Linked DNA regions of Mus musculus: region 1 is linked to region 2. Evidence: chromatin contacts called from public HiChIP or PLAC-seq data. All regions are on one chromosome and are shown on one strand. Each heading gives the region's core, a stretch centred on a gene start, on an enhancer-like site or on the middle of the called end of the contact. The rest is flanking DNA. Distances are from core to core; before and after follow the strand shown.

Evidence for each region. HiChIP or PLAC-seq counts read pairs in DNA pulled down with a chosen protein or histone mark.
Region 1: a contact with region 2 is called in a FOXA1 HiChIP or PLAC-seq map of pancreatic cancer cells. The contact joins two enhancer-like sites. A contact is called at or near these places in 14 of 39 promoter capture datasets (the 3T3-L1 cell line, 3T3-L1-derived adipocytes, the C10 cell line and 9 more), 2 of 484 Hi-C or Micro-C datasets (the N1E-115 cell line and embryonic fibroblasts), 3 of 115 datasets of contacts at active chromatin or transcription factors (embryonic limb bud, embryonic stem cells and pancreatic cancer cells) and 1 of 9 other capture datasets (embryonic stem cells).

What each region holds. Positions count from the first base shown.
Region 1 is chr7:118,475,980-118,482,878 of GRCm38.p6, forward strand. No RefSeq gene overlaps it. Among named protein-coding and RNA genes, the nearest start is that of Itpripl2, 13 kb to the right of the region's middle. Within about 2 kb of position 3,287, at least 101 of the 459 cell types and tissues checked have an H3K27ac peak or open chromatin away from gene starts, as enhancers often do. A contact at or near this core is called in pancreatic cancer cells, where this site is marked.
Region 2 is chr7:118,307,978-118,315,084 of GRCm38.p6, forward strand. No RefSeq gene overlaps it. Among named protein-coding and RNA genes, the nearest start is that of Gm35083, 15 kb to the right of the region's middle. Within about 2 kb of position 1,979, at least 14 of the 459 cell types and tissues checked have an H3K27ac peak or open chromatin away from gene starts, as enhancers often do. A contact at or near this core is called in pancreatic cancer cells, where this site is marked.

The DNA of each region.
Region 1 (6,899 bases), core at 2,037-4,536, 170 kb after region 2:
TGAGCAGAGAGGGGAACTAACACCAGCCCTCTAGTAAGCCTCAGATTTAAAATACTTACGGTAGGGGCTGGAGAGATGGCTCAGCGGTTAAGAGCACTGACTGCTCTTCCGAAGGTCCTGAGTTCAAATCCCAGCAACCACATAGTGGCTCACAACCATCCATTACTAGATCTGAAGCCCTCTTCTGGAGTGTCTGAAGACAGCTACAGTGTACTTACATATAATAAATAAATAAATCTATGAAAAATAAGTACTTAGGGTAATGCTTGTCTTTATGTGACCGAAACAACAACAACAAACCTGACAAAAGCAACCTAGGGAGAATGGGCTTGTTTGGCTCACAGTTGCTGGAGGGCAGGCTCTGCAGAGAGAGCTTGAAGCCTCAACTTGCATTGTGTGGACCATCAGAAAGCAGGGAGCAATGTATGCTTTTGCTCAGCTTCTTTTCTCCTTTGTAGTCAGCCCAGGACCACAGCCCATCGGATAGCAATGCCCACATTTACAGTGGCTCTTCCCACCTCCGTTAACCTAATCTTGACCTTAAACAAACCCAGAGATTTATTTCCATGGTGATTTTAAATGCCATCAAGTTGTCAATCAAGATTAGCCATCACACTGGCTATATGGGAAGGCCCCTCGGGGCTGGAGAGATGACTCACCAGTTAAGGGCACTTACTGCTTTTACAGAGGACCCAGGTTCAATTTCTGAAAACCACAGGGTAGCTAACAACCATCTGTAACTCCAGTTGCAGGGCATCCAACATCCTTTTCAGGCTTCTGTGGGCATCAGGCACGTAGGTAGTATTCAGACATACATGCAGGCCAAATACCCATATACGTAATAAAAATAAAATAAAATAAAATAAAATAAATATGCAAAACACCATTAACAGACCGAGACCTATGGTCACTTTGTCCAAAGCCAGCTACCATAGTACAAGCAAATGAGTCTGGGTGTCTACATCTACAGAGTCACTGGTGGAAGGCCACGGAGTCAACATTCAAGAGCAGAGAGTGGGTGTGTCCTGCCGAGAGTGGCTGATTCTGCTGAGATAAACCTACCAGCATGGCTGTGCTGCCATGCAGACTTTCCTGTTTTGAATTCCCAGCAGATAACCTTTCCTCTCCTTTGCAGCCCCTAGGGCATCTTCCTATAGCAGCCTCTCCATTTACCAGTCAGGTTCCAGTCCTGATACACTTTAGAACTACACGGAGCTTTAACTAGGTACTCAGGCCCAGCCCGACCAACTGGGGACGGAACTCAGGCATTGCTGTGCATTAAAGCAAAGAAAATATGATTGAGGCTGGAGATTTAGCTCTGTGGGAAAGCACTCATGTAGCAGGCAGGCCCTGGTTTGATCTCCTGAACTACAAGTTAATTAGTTTAAAAAAAGGTTGAATCTGACTAGTGTTTAAGTAGGTGCTCTGTTTCCATAACAAAATATTTGAGATGGATACTTTATAAAGAATATCAGGGGACCGGGGAGATGGCTCGGTAGGTAAAAATGCTTCTGAGCAAGCAATGAGGGCCCCAGTTCAGATGCAGTGAAAAGCTGGGCACATAGTGTAATCTCAGCACTGGAAATGGAGAGCAGGCAGCTTTCTAAAGGTCCTTGGCCCAGCAGACTAGCTGAGTAGAACTAGAGCCATAGGGTAACCTACACACGCATACACAGAGGGTTTGGGGAGAGGGAGAGAAACAGAGACAGGGAAAGACAGAGACAAAGAGAGATGTATGCACACAGATATATTTTACACATATACAAACACATACAGATATGCATACACATACAAGTACACACACATACAGAAAGTACACAGATATACAAACACACACACAGAGATATACACACACAGATATACAAACACATACAAGTACATACACATAGAGAAGATACACAGATATACATACACATACAAGTATACACACATATAAGTACCTACACATACAGAAAGTACACAGATAGATACATATACACACACATTGCTACATACTTTTGCACACACATACCCAATACATCACCACTGAATAGGCACCTATAGCCCATTCATTCCGGAGACACTGTGGAGCACCACTGTGCTGCGACTTTCCACAAAGGCTGGTCAACAGGCACCACTAACTCAGAGGCTTCTCGGCCACCCAGGAACACAGGCTGAGCTCATCTGTGATTGGCAGTTTCCTCCACATGAGGGAAGTGAACAGAGGTGCCCTGGCTTCAGATCTTATGTCATGGATAGCTATACTGCCTGGCCCAGCTTGGTCAACATGCAGAATCATGAGAGAAGCCACAATGGTGGTGGTGGTGGTGGTGGTGGTGGTGGTGGTGGTGGTGGTGTGTGTGTTTGGAGAGAGTGCATCTGAGGTCTGCCTGGGGGTCTGCCTATTCCCACCTTCCCAGAGCTGGAGTTATGAGCATGCACTGCCATTCATTGGGGCTACAGGCACTACCACACCCTGGTCTTACATGGCTCCTCAAGCCCCTTTGGCAGGCATTTTACTGACTTTGGCATCTCCCAGCCCTTACAGTGGGGCGTGAGCAGCTACATTTTAAGGTGTTTTGTTACAAGCCTATAAGTAGCAGGCACCTCACAGAACACTAGGAGGAGGAGCAAGAACCAGGCTTACTTTTCCTGTTGAGAGGCAAATAATAAATACTTTAGGTTTTGAAAATCATAGATAATAAGGTCACTTTCGGCACATTTAGTACCAAAAGCACTCACAGATGAGATGTTAGGGAATGAGTGTTTGAATAAACCTTTATTGACAGTGGCTGGCAGGCTAAGGTTTATTCTATCTAAACAGTTGTTGAATATGTGTGACATGCATGCATACACATGAGCCTGTGCGATACATCTCCATGAGAAACATATATCTGATTAGGTGTCAGTATGTCCCTGTTGGGTTCTGTAAGGAAAAGCAATGAGCTTAACCCAGGCAACATTTCAACATAGTGATCCAAGGACTTCCTGCTTCTGTAGCAAGGAGAAAAGGAGGCATCAGAGGAAGCCAAGAGAAGAGACAGCTGCTGTGTCCTTCTTGTTTGTCTCTGGATTAAGTCTGGAGGGGAAGAAGGCCAGTGGCTGGGCTACTGTAGGGCCAGCCGCCCACGCTTTCCCCCATCTGCTAAAAGAGAAATGAAATCACCCTGGGGCCAGGGGTGGGGAGAAGAAGCTGTAAAAATGAAAAGGAACCAGGGAGCTTTTAAAGAGAGACTGGGAGAGGGCTGTATGCCCCTCCTGCAGGGCGATTGTGGACACTGGACTGCAAGTTTCATTTTGATCCTCCCCCTGGGACTCTCATAGGGTAACTTCCTGCTTGAGTCATTTCTCTGGATGAGTTTAAAGAACTAGGAACACAGGAGCTACTGAGAGTTGGCTTTTTTTTTTTTAAGCGAGCCTGAGGATGTGGGTTCAAAACCTGACGTGTACTTCCTTGGGGCCTATGACTTCATTCTGCTGAGCCAAGAGCTCCTTATTGGTAAAGTGGGGTGGCTCCTAGAGCCACCTCCTGGGACAGTAGCAGTAGTGAGAACTGTGGATGTCAAATGTTTGACGCAGAGCTTTGCGCTTATGAAGCATTCCCAAGGCTGCTCCCTGAGACAGACCTTCAGTGTTCTTCTGGGATTCCAGACTTTTGAGATGTCATCCCCGACACCTCTGGGCTATGCTAGGTTCATTTATGATGTCATAGAAACCTGTTCCTTTGCCTCAAAGCATGCACCTTTATTGGCCCCGTGTCTGATAACAATCTTTCTAGCCAGCCGTGCGTAAGCTGCAGACACGGGAGGTTCTGTCTGCTAACCATTCCATCCTGTCCTCTGCACAGGGCTAATATATTTATTTGATATATTGATATTTGAGATTTACTTCTCAGCTTCCAAAGAGATCCTCTAAAGCAGCGGTTCCCAGCCTTCCTTGTGCTGTGACCCTTTAATACAGATCCTTGTGTTGTGGTGACCCCAACCATAAAATTATTTTTGCTACTACTTCATAACTGTAAATTTGCACTGTTATGAGTCATAATATAAATATTTGTTCCTCCCCCCCCCCCAGTGACCTTAGGCTACCCCTGTGAAAGGGAAGGATTGTTCGATCCATAAAGGGATTGTGACCCCCAGGTTGAGAACTGCTGGGCCAATGCAACATCCTGAGCCATCAGTTAGGTTAGGTTAGGCTAAGTTAGGCTGTGCTGTAGGGACAAGAAACCCCAATGTTTAGCTTCAGAAGCCTGACATCACAAAGGCCGACTTCTCGGCCATCTAAATATAATTCCTGTGACTTACAGGCAGTGATTATGTGTCAGTGACTCAGTTGCAATTTAAGATGCTGTTGTTGTAACTGGTCACTGTTATTGTCCCTGCAGGGCCAAGCATATGTCTCTTCTGCTCCCTGCCCATTGCATATAATTGGTTACTTGGCCCTGTGCACCTACAGGGGACTTTGAAGTAGAGGATTACTCATAGCTAGCAAGCGTGTGGAAGCGCCTCTGCTTTAGAGAGTTCAGACTCTGAGGGCAGTTTCAAGTATCTGTGAATATGCAGAGGAAGTCCCAATGCTCTCTGAAGACTTGGAAAAAACAGATCACTACTAACTAGCTGGCTTCTGAAAACCAGGTCAAATAGCACCTCGGCAGCCTTGAGTGATCAGTTCTAAGACCCACGCCAAGACCCACGCCAAGACCCACCCAAACTGCGGATGCCCACGTCTTCTGCATTCAATGGCAAGAAAAACAACAACAACTGAATGGACACTGTGACTATGCCTGTAATCCTAGCATTTGGGACACCCAGTTCTAGGTGAGCCAGAGCTACAGAGTGAGGTCCTTTCTCTCCCAAACTATGAACGTCTCCCATGTTCTTTATATCCATGTGTTCCACAGCATACATGTAGAGGTCAGAGATCAATGTTCAGAAAGCAGCCCTTTCTGGGTTGCCAGGGTCAGCTTGGCTTGGCAGTCTAAGCACCTTTATCAGGGGAGCCATCTTGCCAACCTCAGATATAATTTTCTAAGTGTATTACTATTGTATGTGTGCATGTATGTATACATGTGGGTATGAGCATGCCACAAGTGTGTAGGTGAAGATCAGAGGGCAACTTTTAAGAGCCGGTTCTCAGCAGGCTTTCTGGGCAAGAGTTTTACTTGCTGAGCTGTCTTGCTGGCCTCCAGACTTAGTTTTTGTTTTTTTCCCTGAATCTTGGCTCTGTGGATGGTTGAAGTCACAGCTGTGCAAGTCATAGATATGGAAAATTAACGGTATTTATCAGGAAAAGCATGGGACTCACACAGCCTTTGCCCATGTGACATCTGAGACATGTGAGGCAGTGTCTTCAGTCTGCAGTTTCTTGCCCTTGAGATTCAGAAGGCGGCGGCTCATCCCCAGAGCCTTAGCCGTTGTCTCCACGGCAGGAATGTTTTGATGCTTTCATTTTGATAAGGTATCGAGGGCCACTCATTAGAGGCCTAGCTCCTGATTTGAAGTGACTAATGATTAAATAAGCCATGAAGATAAACATCTTTCAAGAGATTAGGTCCTTAAAAGCTTCTGGTTGGGTCTGGAAGGCAAAGGGATTTCTGGGTTTTTCCCCCTGGCTTCAGTGAAAGGTGACTCAATGGACTTGAATTTCCTCTTCAGGGCCAGCTCAGAGTCACTGCACCTAAAGAGGAAGAGAGTGAGATAAACGGTGGCCAGGAGCTGGGCAGTGACCTGTTCTTCTTCTATGGTTAAAATGTTTGCCTTGGTTTCATGAGAACGCGAGTTCTGTCACCAGGACCTATGTTAAACAGCCTTGTGTGGTGGTGGTACATGGTTGTAATGTCAGTACTGGGGAGGTGGAAACAGGTGGATGGATTCTGGGGACTTGGTGGCCAGTCAGTTTAGCTAACTGGGTGAGTTCTAGGCCACTTGGAGTCTGTTTTGAAACAAAACCAAAACCAAAAAAAAACAAAACCAGATGGCAGATAGAGCCTGAAAATTATACCCGAGGTTACCCTCTGACTGTCACATGCATATGCACACCCACATCTCCCACATCTGCCTTCACACACACACACACACACACACACACACACACACACACACACACAGGACATGTGCATGAACACTTGGATAAAGTCATTGGATGTTCATGAAAAGAGCTAGCATTTTAAGAAGACAGAAAAGACTTGCTGCACATTGAATCCTGAATGTCTCTCATGTGTTAAAGACTTGGTTTCCACCCCATGATGTGATTGGAAGGGAGGCAAGGGGTTGAACCGCTATGCAGTTCAGCCTAGTAGGAAGAAGGTAGGTCACTGGGGGCCATGCCATTTGAAGGGAAGCTCAGACTCTCTCTTCCTTGATGTTCCCCTATGGCGATGAGGAGTAGCAACAGAGCCAACTGACCATGACCTGAAGCCTCTAAGACTGTGCCCAAGTAGACTGTTTCTTCCTCCTCTTCTTCTCTGACTGCTTCTTCTTAAAACTTGACTGTGTCTGGTATTTTGTTGGTGACAGAAAGCCAGGGTCTAGGGGATGCTTTCTCCAGGATGGTAGATAACAGAAGGAGGGTGGTGTCTTTCTTCCCAATATTGAAGCTTTTTCTCTGTGGAGAAGTTTCGTTATGACTCTGACATCTTAACCAGTTTGTCTCTGTCTTCCTGGGGATTGAGAAAAGAGAAGTGTCTGCAAATGTAAGCACCATGCCTGCTCAGCAATAATGCTTGTCCTGTGCCTCTCATCCCAAGAGTTCTGTCCATTATCACCTCTGCTGCTGACCCTTCAACCTTCCTGTCTCTGCCAGGAAGCAGACATGACAAATATCAACTGGTTCCATCATTCTTGATGTTGAAATGACAGGCAGAAGGTTCTGAAAGGGCCACCAGACAGAAGCCAGTGGTTAATGACTCTATAGTCTACATT
Region 2 (7,107 bases), core at 729-3,228:
TGGTGTGTGTGTGTGTGTGTGTGTGTGTGTATGGAGGTCAGAGGATAGCTTTCGGGAATCAGTTATCTCCTATCACGTGGGTTCTGGGAATCAAATTGTATGGCTTGCCAGCACGTGACCCTACCCACTAGACCGCCTTGCCAGCAGCCCCAAGACACAAGTTTTAAGGATGAGGGTGGACCTGAACGTGGCAGCTTTTTCTTTTTCTTTTTAAAAATGTATTTATTTTATGTATATAGGTACACTGTAGCTGAACAGATGGTTGTGAGCCTTAATGTGGTTGTTCAGAATTGAATTTTTTTAGGACCTCTACCCACTCTGGTTGACTCCACTCGCTCCAGTCAACTCCACTCGCTCAGTCCTTGCTCCTGCTTATTATACGTTAAGTATACTGTAGCTGTCTTCAGACATGCCATTCCCATTATGGGTGGTTGTGAGCCACCATGTGGTTGCTGGGATTTGAACTCAGGACCTTCAGAAGAGCAGTCAGTGCTCTTACCCACTGAGCCATCTCGCCAGCCCATGGCAGCTTTTTCTTTCACATCCTTTTTGTTGTTGTTGTTGGTGATGATGATGCTTTAGAGTCCAGGACTCTCACTTGCCAGGCAAGCGATTGCTACTGGGCTACAGCCCCAGCCTTCATCACGTCGACTTGAACAAACACCCGTGGATCTGGCTTGTTTCCAGATAGGTATTTAGTAAATGCCTGGTTGTGATAATAGTTATCACAAACTATTTATTTTAAAATGATCACACGGCATGACTGACCTTTTTGGAATGCATATCTGTACATTTTAATACATGTAGAGATTTCTTTAGTCACCATGAGAATATAAACAGTTTCATTGCCCACCCCCAACTTCCCATTTATTCTTTTATAATTACATTCTCCTCCCTCTCTTGGTTCCTTGCAAGTTCTTATATATTCTATGTCAGTGTAGTATTGTCTTTTAAAGAATGTCATAGAGGGGCCATTGAGACAGCTCAGTTGGTAAAGGATCTTGCCCTGACAACTTGGGTTTACTCCTGAACCCTAAATCTCCTTAGGAAGGAGAGACTCCTAAAAGTTGGACTCTGACCTCTATAGCATGCCAACACACATATAATAAACTAGTGTAATAAAAATAGGATGAGTACTGTATAGGCTTGTCTGACATGCTTTGTGCCTGGCGGCTTCAAGCCCGGTGCCCCCCAAACAACAAAAAGAACCACTTGGTTTCTTTTTATTGCTGAGTAGCACTTAATACATTTTGCTTTTGGTTTTGAGTACCTACTGTGTGCCAAGGACTGTGCTAAGTTCTAGAAGTATAACAGACGACGGGTCAGCTTTAATGGATGGAGGAAGAATGTGTGCCACTCATCTATACTCATGTGCAGACTGTTATTCAGCCATAAAGAGTGAAATGAAGTCGCAGTAAAATGGGTGGAACTGAAAATAAGCCAGACCCAGGAACAAATAGCGTATGTTTTCTGTCTTAAGTGAACTTTGCATTATAAAAAGTAAATAAAGCAGGTTCCAGGAGTGTGACACACACCCTTTTGAGAGTGGGAGAATCAGCAGAAAAGGAAGGGACAAAGGGATTGAGAGTCAGATGATTTTGACACAGACTGATGCTAAAAAAAAAAAAAAAAAAAAAAAAGGGAAAATACCACAAGCCTGCCATTCCGTACAAATATTATATGTAAATTGTTTTAATAAAAAAGAGGGCTGTGGAGGTGGCTCAGAGGGAAAAGAGGCTTGCTGACAAGCCTGACGGCCTGGGTTTGATCCCTGGGCTCTTCACGGTGGAAGGAGAGGATGGAATTCGTGGCGTTTTATGGATTCCTATGAGCGCCATAGCTGGTGTGTGCTCCCCACTCCCCATTAAACAAATAATCCTGAAGAAAAGGAAAGGAATGGGTGTGGTTCCTATCAGCTTGAGGTCACAGGCACTGAACCCCAGAGTCCTAAGGTCTACAGAGCTTACTGAGTTCTGAGCTACCCAAGGTGTGGTTCATGGGGCAGCAGGGCCTGCCTTCCTCAGAGTTGGTTAGAAGGCACCCTCTGGGCTCCACTGCAGACCCACGCAGCACAGCTGCTAGAACACCATCACCTGTAGATTCTGTACACATTTTTGAGCTTCTGGCCTGATCTTACCCTCCCAGACCTGCCCAGGACCCCCTCCATCCTTGTAGGAATGAATTCAGTGTCTGGGTCCCTTCTCTGTCCCCTCGGCCAGCCCTTTCCAGCAATAAGTAGCTCAAATTGTTTGCAGTTTTTCTTAGAATAAATGAAAATTTGCTTTATGTAAGTCCCACTCTACGGGGCTGGTTCTGACTTTCAGCTTAGTCCAAAATACACCGACTTCTTCTATCACATAATCCCTCTTTGGTTATTTACAGAGCTGGTGCGCTCGGCTCCAGGCTGCACACACTCGCAGCCACAGTCTTTCTTCATATTCATGTATTTGCCCACTTTGTATATTCTCATTTGTGCTTATGGTATTGAGAATCTCAACTCAGCCAACCTAAAGAAAAAAATTACAGTTTAAAAAATAGAACTTGTGGGACTGGAGAGATGGCTCAGTGGTTCAGAGCGCTTTGTGATCTATGGTGAGGACCCAAGCTTGGACCCCAGCACCCCTGTTGGTCGGCTCACAAACGTCTGTAACTCCGGGTACAAGGGGTCAGACATCTTTTTATGACCTTCATGGTACATTCACATACATGTGATATACACTCACATAAAATAATAGTAATAATAATAACACAAGATTTAAAAGATTGAGGATTAAATGGGCTCACTGGAATTGTTCTTCTGACTGTAAGCTATAAATGATGGGAAGACAACCTCGTGTATATGTGTGTATGTGCATGTATGTGTGCATGTTCATATATGCATCTGCACATGTGTGTGGAGGCTGAGGGTGATCTCAGGTGTCTTTGTTGGTGCTCTTCACCTTATTTTCTTGTTTTTGTTTGTTTTGTTGTTAAAATATTTATTTAGAGTAGTGTGTGTGTGTGTGTGTGTGTATGTGTGTGTGTGTGCATGTGTGTGCGTGTGTGTGTGTGTGTATGTGTGTGTGTATGTGCGTGTGTGTGTGTGTGTGTATGTGTGTGTGTATGTGTGTGTGTATGTGCGTGTGTATGTGTGCGTGTGTGTATGTGTGTGTGTGTATGTGTGTGTGTATGTGTGCATGTGTGTATGTGTGTGTGTATGTGCGTGTGTTTGTGTGTGTGTATGTGCGTGTGTATGTGTGTGTGTATGTGCGTGTGTATGTGTGCGTGTGTGTGCGTGTGTGTGTGTGTGTGTAAGTGCGTGTGTGTGTGTGCACGCACGCATGCCACACTGCACATATGGGGATCTGAGGACGACTTTTAGGAGTCAGCTCTCTTTTCCCACCATGTTTTGGAGGTGGTCTCTCCTCTCTTCTCCCTGCAGGAGCGCTGCCCTTGAGGTTACAGACCTGAGCCACAGAATCCAGCTCTTTTCCAGAGGAACAAACTGTGTTTATCAGGGTGGAGAGCCAAGTGCTCTCACCCACTGAACCCCCTAAGCCAGCAGCCTGCAACCCCGCATTTATTTATTTATTTATTTATTTATTTATTTATAGTCAGAGTGTTCCACTGAACCTAGAGCTGACTGTCTAGAATGGTTTCCAGCAAGCCCCAGGGACCCCCAGTCTCTGCCCTCTCAGCCCGGGGTTACAGCTGACTGTGATGTGCCAGCCTTTTTACACAGGTGTTGGGGATTGAACTCAAGCCTCTCGCTTCTATATGAAATATTTCACAGCTTACTATCTCCTCAGCCCCTGGGAGACACTGACTGCATCTGCAGCACCGAAGGCCGTAGGATTGAAGCTGCGTTTGGTGTGCTAGTAAGATCACTGGTGGCCTTGGGCCCCCAGGGAGTTTCAGGGAGGGGACTGGATAGTAGAGACACAAGAAAGAATTGGAGTTAGAACTTTTATAAATTATTTTTATTATTATTATTATTTTGAGAGAGTCTTGTCGTGTAGCTTGCTGGTTAGGAGCTGCTAACACTCCTGCCTCTGCTTCTGGGATTATAAATTGGAGGTTTGAGTTCCATTCTCCATCCTCTGCCGGGAGGGGAGGGGGCTGGAGCCTTAGTTCAGTCACCAGTGGCCAATGATTGACGCCATCATGCCTCTGTGATGGACCCTCTTGAATGGCGGGCAGGGCATGGTGAACTCCCTAAGAGGGTGATATAGCCAGCAGACTCAGGGTGACTCGGTGGTGACCCTGGCCCCCACTTTGCTCCCTAGTGCCTCCATTAGGCTGCTCCCGAGTCACATCCTTTGTAACCACAGAAATGTCCATCTAAATAACATCAGAGTCCTGTGTACAACTCTAGCTGTTACCAAACCAAAAGCGGGGGTGGGGGTGGGGGGGGGGGAGAAGGGAACCCCTGACTGGGGCAAAGCCTAAAGGAAGTATGGATATCCGGGCGGTGGCCTTGATCTCAAGATTCTCCTGCCTCTACCTCCTGAGTGCTGGGATTGCACAGGCACAACTATGCCCACCACGTATTTCTGCAACGGGCTCCCCTTCCAGAATGAAAGTTGAAATTTATTGAGTTCATTGACGCCAAATCAGGATAAAAATTGTGGGAGCTCGGCTGGACTTCAAAGGAAAGGAGTGAACGCAGAGATGGCTCCGCAAACGCAGACCAGACAAACTTTTGGGCAAGTGCAGCCGTGGGTCTTTGCTACTTAGGAGATTTTTAAAGTTTAAACAACTGTTAAATGAGTCTGTACATCCCTTAGACTCTAGCTTTCACACTGGAACAGCAGCTATGTCAAAACACCTGTAAGCCCCCGAGCTTGGGCTATGACTTAGGGTGCCTAGGTGCCATTTACCTACGGGGCATGCTCAGTTACCATTTGCTACATGGATGCCCCTGGCCGGCACACCGCCACTGCCCCCTTGAGCCGTTGCTTAGATGTCTTAATGATGGCGAGATGGACAGAGAGCACTTGGTTTTTAGCTGTGATGGCCACCTTCCAGACACCTAGGCTTTCGGGTGGGTCCTCAGTTCCACACACAGGCTCCTAACTAGAAAAAGACGGCGCGGCCCACGCGAAACAGGTTTGTTTCGCAGAAGCCATGAACTAGGCTTTCTGATCGATGATTTGGGTTGTCGTGGATTTCCATCCTGACATTTTGGTGGCAGGTATTTAACCTTATTAGTTAAACTAATGCCAAACAACGGGAAGAGAATGGGTTTCTGTAGCGCACCGTGTAGACAGCAGTAGGCACGCAGCTACAGAAGGAGCTCCTATAGAAAGTTGTATTGATTTCTCATTACTTACTATTTACTTTTAAAGTTTTAGACGCGAGGTCTAATGCAGTCCAGGCTGAACTCGAACTCACTACATTGCTGAGGTTGGCGGTACATTTCTGCACTCCCTCCAGCTCCTGAGTGACAGGTGTGGGGTAACCAGCCCAGTTTAGAACGGTGCCGAGGATGGATTTATACCTGTGCCATTATTTATGGTGCTGTCGGAGTCAAGACAAGTTCCATTATACACCAAAATACCTCACTTCTTATCACCAGAAAAATACCCATCACGCCTCCCCTGTCCTGACAGGCTAAGATCCTGTGAATTCACAAGCCAAAGCATTCAACCCCCTTTTGGAGTCAGGTGTGGGGGTGCACAACTTTCATCCCAGCACTCGGGAGGCAGAAGAAGGTGGATCTCTGAGTTCAAGGCCAGCCTGGTCTACAGAGAGTTCTAGGACAGCCCGGGCTATGCAGAGAAACCCTGTCTGATAAAAACCAAATAGCTGTGATTTTCTTACGATACTGTAACTGCCCACTTAATATTTCCACCAATGTAGTTTAAAAACACCTTGATTTTAAGACCTTCTCGGTTCTGTTAGTATAAAAATCTTTATAATATGTTTTCCTTAGGGCTTGCAGAGACGGCTCAGTGATTAAGAGCACCGGTTACTCTTCCAGAGGACCAGGCTCAATTCCTAGCCTCCACAAGGTGGCTCACAGTGCTCTGTTAACTCCAGTCCCAGGGGATCTGATGCCCTCTTCAGGCCCTCATAGGCATCAGGCAGAGATTTGTGGTGACCTAAACTGTATTTCCAAGCCATAGTCACATGTACTTGGCTACAGAATAAACTACCTCTTATTCCTTTGGATGCTAGAGGTGTGTTGTTTGTGTTCATAGAAGGCTAGGTTATTTGCGTGTGTGCTGGGAGCTCCGACTTCGCCGTCTGTTTTCTCGTGGAGCCCAGAGCCTCGTACATGCATAGCGCTCCACCATCCTGCTGCAATCCGAGCAAGCCCGAGTCTTTGTAAAAGCCAGCAGTGCTTGTCTCCATCTGCTTTCATTTCCAGGCATGTTCTAGCAGCATCCTTGTGGCTTGGCGCCCGTGTTTTAGAGTGTGATTCAGCACAGGGCTCTCTCTAAGTCAGGACCACTTTGCCAATCAGGATCAGGTCATATTGCAGGCTGGGCTCTCCTGGACCAGGCAGGGAGCCCCAGGTCCTGTTAGCCTGCTGCCACTCTCCTCAGGGCTATTAGCTGGGGAGACAGAAGCCAAATGTCTCCCAAAGATCCTGGAAAATTAGGTTAGCACTGTCTGGCAGGTGCCGTGACTCAGAGGCTCATCCCGGCCACAGCTCATTGGCCCTGGAGTTGGAACAAGAACAATGTTGTCATGAATGCAAAGCAGGACAGGAGAGCCGGGAGGCAGGACAGGCAAGGACCTTCAGCTTGTTTTTAGGACCCTTTCCAAATGACTGAGGTTTTAGACTGAAGAGGACCAGAGATTCTCTGGCAGTGGGTGTGTAAGGTAAAGCCACTGGTGGGGGGCACTTACACCAATGGGGTAGCCTGTCCTAGCCACTTACTGTGTGACCTTGGGTAGGTAGCTTAACTCCTCTGAGAGCTCATCTCCTGGTCATTCAAAGGAGTGTAATAATAGTCACTGAGGTTGTCCTGAGGACGAGTGAGATGCTGCACATACGTGATAAACTTAACATTAAAGACATTCAGGGAAACGTGACCAAAGCATAAGATGGGGCCCAGCAAGCTCCCTTCTGTAACCTCCTCTCCCCAGCCTGAAACCTGTTTGCTCAGGTTTCGGTGT